Linked DNA regions of Mus musculus: region 1 is linked to region 2. Evidence: chromatin contacts called from public ChIA-PET data. All regions are on one chromosome and are shown on one strand. The core of a region is the stretch at or near the end of the contact, and the rest is flanking DNA. Distances in the headings are between cores, read along the strand shown.

What was found. ChIA-PET counts read pairs in DNA pulled down with a chosen protein or histone mark.
Region 1: an RNA polymerase II ChIA-PET map of effector CD8 T cells shows a contact between it and region 2, with 10 read pairs. The contact joins two enhancer-like sites. A contact is called at or near these places in 1 of 115 datasets of contacts at active chromatin or transcription factors (effector CD8 T cells) and 2 of 9 other capture datasets (adipose tissue and pancreatic islet).

Annotation. Positions count from the first base shown.
Region 1 is chr13:51,933,788-51,938,859 of GRCm38.p6, forward strand. No RefSeq gene overlaps it. Among named protein-coding and RNA genes, the nearest start is that of Gadd45g, 90 kb to the left of the region's middle. Within about 2 kb of position 2,209, at least 24 of the 459 cell types and tissues checked have an H3K27ac peak or open chromatin away from gene starts, as enhancers often do. A contact at or near this core is called in effector CD8 T cells, where this site is marked.
Region 2 is chr13:51,765,141-51,770,309 of GRCm38.p6, forward strand. The region is part of intron 1 of Sema4d (sema domain, immunoglobulin domain (Ig), transmembrane domain (TM) and short cytoplasmic domain, (semaphorin) 4D); the gene reads right to left. It also overlaps Gm19281. Among named protein-coding and RNA genes, the nearest start is that of Sema4d, 26 kb to the right of the region's middle. Within about 2 kb of position 3,076, at least 78 of the 459 cell types and tissues checked have an H3K27ac peak or open chromatin away from gene starts, as enhancers often do. A contact at or near this core is called in effector CD8 T cells, where this site is marked.

The sequences.
Region 1 (5,072 bases), core at 959-3,458, 170 kb after region 2:
CTCCATTTCTGACTTACATATTACACACGCATGCCCATATATGCATAGATGTTAAGTTGTCTTGTTCTCTCGTGACCTCAGCACTGTTCTGGTCCCAAATGTGGCGTCCCTTCCTCCAGTCTCATCTGGACAGGCTTCTTCTTTTCCGCTGCCCTGCTGCGGATGCTGGTGCCCAGTGGCTCTCCCTCCTCCCGCTCTCTTTGTGCACGCCACTGACCACTTCCGAGGATCACGGGGCTCCTTGCTTTCTATCTTTGCCGCTTGCATATTTGCACATACTCCCTGATCTCTGCTCTCTTTATCAGTGGAGGGCCCCCTTGCACCCTCATCCCACCCACATCAGCTGTATCTGGTGACTTAGGTACGTGGTGCCTGAAGCGATTGCCCTGCAGGGAGAGTTTCTGCCTTGTATGTTTTCTCCTCTGCCTTAAAGAGATGAAATTGAGAGCATTCAGTGTTGGTTCCTTATTGTTGGTTAAAAACAAAACAAAACACCCTACCTAGTCCCCACAGCACCGACACAGTACGGTACCATTGCCTGTAGCACTTGGAAAAGATATAGAAGAGAATCTCCCTTTCCCCATTTCTCTTAAAAAGAAGGTCTCACTGTGTATCCCTGACTGGTTTTGAGCTCAGAGATTTCCCTGTCTTTCTCTCCTGAGTGTTGGGACTAAAGCTGTGTGACACTATGCCTGTCTTCTTTTGCATCTGAAATGTAAGTTTGCTATGTCTCTGGTTAGGAAATCCAGTATCCATCTCTTTGATCAGAAAAGCGACCTTTAAAAACATGAGTTACTGCTCATCTATCATCTCATCACTGGGGAGGTGGAGGCAGGAGGGTCAGGAGCTTAAGGTCAGCTACATGGGCCATCCTGGGCTACACGAGGTCCTGTCATAAAACAAAGCAAAGCCAAGCAAAAACAAACAAACAAACAAACAAACAAACAAACAAACAAACACAAATGAAGACTGACACATTGGTTCCTCAGGTAAAGGCTCTCAAAGACGTGAGTTTGATTCCCGAGACCATCACACAGTAGAAGGTGATAAACAAGTTATCTTCTGACTTATAAACGTACTTGAGCACATGTGCATGTGTGCACACACAAAATAAATATTTGTAATAATATAAAACAATAACAAAAACAAACTACCCCCTCCCACATTTGAAACAGTGTGATGATGCTGAGGAGTAGGGCTGTACCTCATTACAGTATCCCCTGGCCACCCACCATGTCCAGCCTTGGAAAAGTCATCTTAGCTCTCTTACTATGATAAAATACTTGAGACAGGCACCTGATAAAGAAAGGAGGTTTACCTAAATCACAGTTTTGAAAGTTGGAAGTCTAAAATCGGGCTGGTCCCGTTGGTTAAGTCTCTGGAAGGACATCACAACCGGAGAGCATTTGAATGGGAGAGATCACATGTTTGGGGGTGTGGGGTGTGGTTTCTCTGTGTAGCTCTGATGTCCTAGAACTCACTGTGTAGACAGGACAGGTCTTGAACTCAGAGATCTGCCTGCCTCTGCCTCTTGAGTGTTGGGGCTAAAGATGTGCGTCACTGTGCCCAGCCAGAGACCACATCTTAGGACAAGAAGCCAGAGTCAGGTTCAGGAGCTCTTGACAACCTGCTTCACTTGTGACTCTGGGAGACCAGTGTTCCTTTCTACTTCTGTGGTCTTCGAGTGACTTGCCAGGGCCCTGCTGCTTAAAGGTCTCCCCACTTTGGTCCCCCCACTTCCCAACACAACTGCCCTATGGGAACCAGGTTTCCAAAACAGACCCCGTGGAATCTGGAGGTCTCATTATCGAGACTTAAGGTATCAGAGCTGAATATTCTATAGCCTGTTGGCCTGGGTTCTGGGTAATGAGTGGCCCTTTAATAACTTTCAGTTGACTTTCCACCACTGTCTGTCTTTTTTTTTTTTTTTTTTTTTTTTTTTTGGGTTTTTGAGACAGGGTTTCTCTGTATAGCCCTGCCTGTCCTGGAACTTTCTTTGAGACCAGGCTGGCCTTGAACTCAGAAATCCTCCTGCCTCTGCCTCCCAAGTGCTGGGATTAAAGGTATGTGCCACCACCGCCCGGCTCACCACTGTCTGTCTTATACTGAGGCACTTACAGGGTGCGAAGGCCCACCCCAAGCAACTGAGCAGTCGCCGGTTGCTGCCTGCCTGGCTTTCTGTCTGAGGTTGGTGGAGCCCGCTAAAGCTGCAGTCGGGGGTGGAAGAGTGTGTGGTGCTAGGAAGACAGGAAGTGGGGAGCATCCTGCAGAGTATCTTGGGGGTGTGGCGGGAACGCAAAGCCATTTAAAGGTGGTGCCCTGGGACAGCGCTGTAATTTCCCCAGGTGAGGTCAGCTGAGCCTTTCTTAGAAAAACTCAGTTTGCCTGAGCCTTGGGGAGAGTCCTGGGGAGGGCCTGTGTGGAGCTGTCAAGCTGGAGGGAAACTGGGCCCTACGGGTCCTCACTGGATGGCAGCTGCCTAGGTGTCTGATGTAGATCTAGCCCTGGTAGCAATGCCCCATGATAGCCCCATCTGGTCCCCCATCAGGAAGACTCAGAGGACAGGCAGTCTGAATGCTTCAGTCTGAGCCTGAATTGGTCTCCTTTCTGGCTGAGGTCCCCGGCTTGATTCTGCTCCTTGCTGCAGGGTGATTCCCACTTGACCCAGTGGATGTCTGGGAAACAGTCACATGTGTGTGGCCGGTGAGACTGTGTCACAGGTACCCGATGCTGTGTGGTACTTCCTGGAAGACCAAGTGGGCGTGCCCAGGCTTCTTGGACATGCTACTAGGGGCCTCACAGTGAGAAGGGTACAATGTTACAGTCATGACTGCCTGTGGTACCTAGTGGGAGGGGAAGTGAGATTTGAGCCACCCACAGTGTCAACTCGGGCAGTTCCAACCACCCCTTCGGTGAATACCTCAGAGAGGATGGTGAGAGTTCTTGGTGGAGAAATCTCTCAGTAGTAAGGTGGTCTGTGTGGGGAAGGGACTTTCAGGCTCAGGTGTGAGTCCTGTCAGGAAGTTCCCTCTGTCACTGGTAACTTGGCCCAGAAGTGTTTCAGAAGCATTGATACCACACCTAGGCCGTGGCATTTATTATAAGGCACTGTCTGAGGCTGGAGGATGGCTCAGTTGCTAAGTTCTTGCCGTGCAATCATGGAGGCCTGAGGTCAGATTTCCACCACCAACGTAAAAGCCAGGTGCGGGCGCTGGAGGGCTTCTGCAGTGCTTAGGAATGCTTACCACTCTTTTGGATGACCCAAGTTTCATTCCTAGCAGGGGTCAGGTGGCTAATCACTGCCTGTGACTCCGTCTCCAGGGGATCTGAAGGTGCCTTTAGCCTTCATAGGCACCTGTACTCATGTGCACGTGGACCCCACCCCCAGACACAAACACACAGACATGTGACCAGAAACTAAATAAATCTGACAAACAGGTGTGTGTCTGTACCTTAGCCTGGTGTCTGGGGACAGAGACTGGTAGATCCAGGGAACTCTGTTTATCAGAGACAATAAGACATTTAGACAATAAGGCAATTAGAAATAAGAGCTCCCGGTTCAATGACAAATTCTGTCTCAGAAACAGTGTGGAGAGTGATAGAGGAAGACTCTTAGACATTGATCTCTGACCTCCACATGTGCACATATGGGCAAGCTCACCCACTCATGTATGGGCAAACATATCTGAGCACACCCATCTATACAACACACACACACACACACACACACACACACTGTTGTACAATAGAGAGAATTTACTTTCTTTAATAAGTAGTATTATCTAATTAGATATCCAGAGGGGGAAATAATGTATTTTTATGCATCCCTTCCTTTAAATTCAGGACGAAGTACCAAAGAATGGTGGCTCTAACTTCAAAAGACAGAACTAATAAAACTGGGGAGAGAACAGGTCTACATTACCTTGGCGAACACATCTGTTCCCTCACCAGGATATAAAAGGAGTGTATAAGGGAAAGTTTAGTCCGGAGGATTCTGCTGAGAACGGCGTTCCTGTGACTCCGATGGTATCAGGGGTGTGAAGGAGCAGAAGGTGTTTGCAAGATGAGACTCTGACAGAGGGACTTCCCCCCCACCCCCCCCCCAGAACACACAACGAGCAGGAAAAGACAAAAATGTCTCAGGAAAATAGGAGCTGCTTAGAAAAGGACCCGTGTTCTTTAGCACACAGGAGGCCACAGAGGGGTGTAGTCCTGTGTCTTGATTTATGTGAGGCAGAGCAGATAGGAGCCTGTTACCAGGAGAGTATGGAGCCGCTAAACCCATTTACAGCTGCTTGGGGTCTGCACAGATGCAGCTGGTCTTAGAGGGCGGAGGGTGCCTGGGGGGTAGGCTTCACTTCGGTCCCTCCCTGTTAGGTGGCCGGGAGTGTCTAGAAGAAAGCTACACAGTAGATTTACTGCACACCTGCCTTGATGCACAGAAAACAGTTTAACGAATGTTCTAAAAGATTAAACTACAAGGGAGGTTAAAATGGTGCACTGAGCTAGAGATACGGCTCAGGGGCAGAGAGCACCTGCCCAGCTTGCAAGAGTCCTTGAGTTTGATTTCCCTGTGCTGTAAATAAGCCAAAGTATGAGACTTTCTAAGGTCCGAGAAAGGCACCTTGGCATTTCCTGCCAAAAACAACTGCAATCTCATAAGGCAAGAGCGTTGGCAATGTCAGTGTCTTCTGCTAGGTGGTTGGTTATCTGCACTTGGTATTTTCTGTCATGAGTTGGCTCACTGAAGAACAACTCAGTCAGGATGGTCATGGCCTGTGGGGACAGGTGGTCTCCATGGCAATAGGAAAAACTCTGCCCTAGTCCATATGTCCTCCTGTGTTTTTGTCCGGATCATAAGAATGTATCACCCGTAGAAATATACAGACAAGAACCACAAACCATCATCATCATAAATTAATATGATTCTGTATTGCCTTGCAGCTTGCAATGTTCTATGTGTTTCCCCCCCACCCCAAGGTCTTGTCTCCCTGCTTTCTTCAAATGATGACATCTTAGAGCTGTGTGTGTCTATGTGTGTGTGTGTATGTGTGTACATATGTGATATATGT
Region 2 (5,169 bases), core at 1,826-4,325:
AGGAGACAGTCAGGGAAACAGCCACAGGCTCTCACACCACGGCTTCAGTCTGGGAGTCAGAAGACAACTTGGTCACCTCTCTGCTAGTGACATTTTTACCTTGCATCCTCCAGCAGATACATGCCACAGTCCACTAAAAGGGAGCAATCAACCTGTACATGCACATATATATGTGTGTGTGTATGTATGTGTGTGTGTGTGTGTGTGTGTGTGTATATATATATATACACACACACACACACATATATATATATATATATATACATACATGCACACATGTACTTATGCCTAGATATAGACACATATGCTCTAAATGCACACACCCATAGACACTGTAAGAGGCCCTTCTCCCAGAAGCCCTACCCACTCAGCCACCAGCTCTAAGATATGCATCCTTAGCCACCGCTACTTCCTGGAGACCCCAAGAGCCTCAGGCAGTGGTTTTCACAGAGAGGAACTGCCACGGGTGAATGAAAAACCAGATCCTCAGGCCCCAGTGGGAACCCTGTGTTCGTTCTACAGAGCTGAGGGGAGCCCAGGAAAGTACATTCCTAATGGATCTCAGGTCTATGCTGCAGAGGCCTCCCGGGCCGCTCCTGAGGAGCTGTTCTTCCAGGGAGAAGCATCCAGTATAAAGTTCAATGACTGCTGAAGAGCACTTTGTGTTTCTTACAAAAGAAGGTAATTCCAGGAGGGATGCACTGTTAGAAACTCAAGGACATCAATGGAAGAGCCCTGTTACTAACAACCCCAAGAGGTCCTGGTACCCATGGGTGCTCCATCCCAAGCCTCCTGTGACTTAAAGTTCGTTCTCTCTCTCTCTCTCTCTCTCTCTCTCTCTCTCTCTCTCTCTTTCTCTCTCTCTCTCTCTCTAGCAGGATTCTCTTGGTTACTGGCCAGCTCAGAGGACACAACTGGAAGCAGAGATGGGGTTCCCCCAGTAGGAAGACCTGGCAAAGTGTGTCAGGCCCATCTGGGTGAATGGACAGTCCAGGCCAGCAAGCCTTTAACACTATACCCCCACTCTGAAGGACTGAGGGTAACAATGGTGACCACACTGGCTTCACATAAGTCCTGAGCTCCTGGAGAACCCATACTGGGTTCCAGAAAGGCCACTGCAAAGAAACCCCTTCCCAACACCAGGATTCATGATGCCAATCTACCCAGACAAGGCCAAGCACAGAGGTCTCCAGGTCTGGCTTACTACCCCCAAGCAAGCTGTCATTCAAACAGACCCTGGGCACCAAACCTAAGGCTTCCCTCCATTCTTAGATCCCATAGTTCCCAAGCCACTCTTGGGACACTCCTGGGACATGTTCATTCCTATGCCACACCTAGCCCTTCTCTGCAATCTATGTTCTTCAGGACTCTCACCCTCCCACCGGTGTAACCCTGGGGATACCAGATCCTCATGGCCAAAGGGTGGACTGGCCTTTACATCCTCTGACCAAGTCTTCTTATTAAACCCCCATTTTTTAAATATATAGTTTTGTTGGGGGAAGATGACGCCCAGCCTCTCAAGCACACTAAGCAAGCCCTCTGCCACCAAGCTGAAAACTCAGAGCCTTGTTTTTTACTTGAACTTGTACAAATCAAAAAAATACTAGAGCCCTCAAAGGCATTATATAGCGACATGATCATACAACTAAGCAGAAGCAAGAATGATCCAAGCATATAAAATAGCCCATCACCATAGCAGACTGCCAGAATAAATCTCTAATAAGTTTTATCCACCATTAGAAGAGTACCACGTTGGTGGAAACTGTATCATAAGACACTAGGGTTCTGTAGCCAAAGGATTTTCTGAATGACAAGCTAATAACTGGACAAACTCCAGAAGGCTGTGCGTAGTAACAGCTCCTAACAACTCATTAAACTGATTTGGTGAGGACGGGAAGTTCTGGGGGGCTGCAATACTTCCCAAGCCAAAGAACACAGTACCAGAATGTCCCTGTACAGCATCCTATTATGTTATGTGAATTTCTTCTCCATAACAAAAAGCTATAGGAAGTCAAGGGACATTGGGATGGATTTCCTATGGACACAGGTCGGCTCTTCCCATGGGAGGGCAAGGGTTACCTTTCCACTGCCCTGGAACCATTTGTACATCCACAGAGGACAGTCAATGTTGATGTCCGTGGTATGTGACTTACGGATTGGCACACAGCCCGGAGCCCCTTGATCGAACACCAACTTAAAGGTTACTTATTCCAAAGTCTGAGACTAGAAGAAGGGAAGGGACACAATAGTGAGGTTAGGAAACGGGATGACTTGGGGGGAAACCATGAATGGAAGGAGAGTTGGGAGTTGTCCTGAATTTCTGGGGTTGGAGTGGGGCAGGAGAAAGAAGAGTGAGGAGCTAACCAGGCCCATGACAGCAAGAACCCAAGATCTGAGAATCTCAGCAGAGTCAATGATCTCTCGGTCTGAGCCTGACTTTTAAGAGTGCACCCATATAAACGTGGGACTCGCCAGCCCGTGGCACTGTGTCAGGGGCATGCACCAATGGGCCAGACATCTAAAGAGAACAGGAAGTTCAAAACCATTTCCTGACTCAGGGGCTGAGGAGATGGCTCAGTTGATAAGGCCTTGCAAACATGTGGACCTGAGCCTAAGCCCCCAGAACCCAGTAAAAAGCTGGAAACGTGATGTGTGCTTTTAATCCCAGCACTGGAAAGCCGGGAGACTCCTGGGGGACTCACAGCTGAATCAGCATGTTCCGGGCCAGCGGGAGATCTTTACAAAAATCAACTAGGAGGCATCTGAAGAATAAGTCAAGGCTATGATGTGGCCTCCATGTATGCAAATGCACTCATGTGTGCCTGCACACAAACATGCACATGATACACACACACACACACACACACACACACACACACACGTTCTACTTCAAACAAACAAACAAACTAGGAAAATCACCTGAGTTCATCTCACCGCAATGTGAGTTCATTTTCATTTCTGTCGATGTGGGTTCTCTTCAGGGCTGACAAAACACCTCTGCAAGCCTGGGGCAGGGACATGAACTGGAACTGCCTGGGGCCTTCATTTCCCGGAGCTACCACAAGGCAGCAGGAAGACCCTGGGTGTTGGCCTGACACTACACCTACAACAGCATCTGCTAGATGTGTGCACGTGCTCAGACACACCAGTACTCAAAGATCACATGAGCACGTGCACAGTTGCCCTCGCAGATGTGCAAGTACCCAGGAGCCCACCCAGTACCTCACTAGTACTCCACTGCTTAGAACACAGTGTGTGTGTGTGTGTGTGTGTGTGTGTGTGTGTGTGTGTGGTAGTAAGGTGTCAATCAACCTGGTAGCACCCGCCCTGCTCGAGAGCACCTCTGTTCAGCGTGCACTTCCTTAAGCCCTTTGCCACTGCCTTCCTCTGCAATCAGTACCCAGCATGCAATGCCTGTAAATACAGAGAGAATGAGAGCTGAGCATGAGCCCAAATGTGAAGCAGACTCGGCTGCAGAACCTTCTTGGGAGGATGCCACTCCCTTCCTAGCGCTCCCGTTACTATATAACCAGAGGTTTTTAAGTCCAAAGCTCCAGGGGGCAGACCCTAGAAGGGCCTTCGTTACTCTTTCACAAGCCACCAGAGCAGAAACTAAAATGTCACCAGCCCCCTGGAGGGAAGCTGATATTAACTTCCCAGCTCTCAGCCTCCAGATGAAGGTGAGCTGAGGTTCTCCTGGTTGCCGGGGCTGGAGTTTCCTTAAGCAGAGCCCCCGAGGGCACTCTTCTGGAACAGCACCATCTCTGCCTCTTCCTGGTACCAAGTGTGGATCTAAGCACGTGTTGCCCCCAGTACCACCCTGCTCTAACTGCCCAACACTCCAGAACCAAGATGATTCAGGGGGATCCCTCAGAGTCCAGAAAGACAAAGCACAGCATCTGATAGTTACAGATGATTCAGCATCCCTGGGGCTCCTGGTCCCTCCATGCCCACAACCCAGACTCATGTGGACCTCTGCACACATGGGTCCCATGTACATTCACAAGACGGAGCTCTGTGCATATGCAGTCTTTGCCCTTTGTCATTGTCCCTATTCCTTATATGCACTGACATGGCACATATATCATCTTGGAACTGTGAGGCACCTAGAGGTGGCTGGTGTATACAAGGATGCTCACCGCTGTGAACAAGCACCATACCCTTATGGAAAAAAGAAAGAAAGAAAGAAAGAAAGAAAGAAAGAAAGAAAGAAAGAAAGAAAGAAAGAAAGAAAGAAAGAAAGAAAGAAAGAAAGAAAGAAAGAACCAAAAACCTTGCATCTACGAATCCTGGCATCTGTGGTGAGGGTTCTAGAACCCATCCTATCCCCTTAGACACAGATGGACAACTGCACACACCCAAGCAACTCACCTGATGTCCTTTTTCAGCCCTTCAGTTTCTGTCTCAAGACACACAAAATGCAAGTGAATGTTCACGTGGAAGCCCAAAGTAATGTCTAGTCTCATCCTCAATCACTCTCACTGAGGCAAGGTCTCTAGATCAAGCCCAGAACGCATCAATACAGCAGTCTCCCTAACCACCTTGCTTTTAGGGATCCCACATCTCCACCTTCCATGAGTGGAACTATAGGCAAGTCACCATCTCATTGGGAGTTTACATCTGGGGTCCCAAACCCAGATTGCAAGAACTTTAGCCACAAACTCAGTCACCTCTTCAGTGTCTTGGTCATTGTTATTTTAACACAAAATGTCTGGATACAATATACCTAATTATATTCTGAGGCCAGTTTGACTCTGTCTCCGCAAACAAAAACAATGAATTACTTTATGAGAGGAGGAAAGACATGGTTCTTAGAAACCCTTGTCTGCATATGACCACAGTGGAGGTTAGGCCCTAGAACATTGCCTTCCAGCCACCATGAGCTGTCAAGCACCTGGGACAGAGCTGTAGCTCATGTCCTCACCTGAGCAGACTGCTGACACCATGTCACACACTGGCAAAAGCCACACTAATACAAAGTGGCAGCAGACAGCTGCAGAAGGCTGACAGCAGCCCAAGACTCAACAGCAAGGGACAGCAGGCACAGAGGCCATTTTGGGGATAGCACAGGCCAGGGCAATCACTGTGTTCTGCCTGCTTGTTCCACAACTCATTGTTACTTCAAGTTGGTGCTTGACGGTAGCCTGGGGTCCCCTCCCCGCAGCCCCT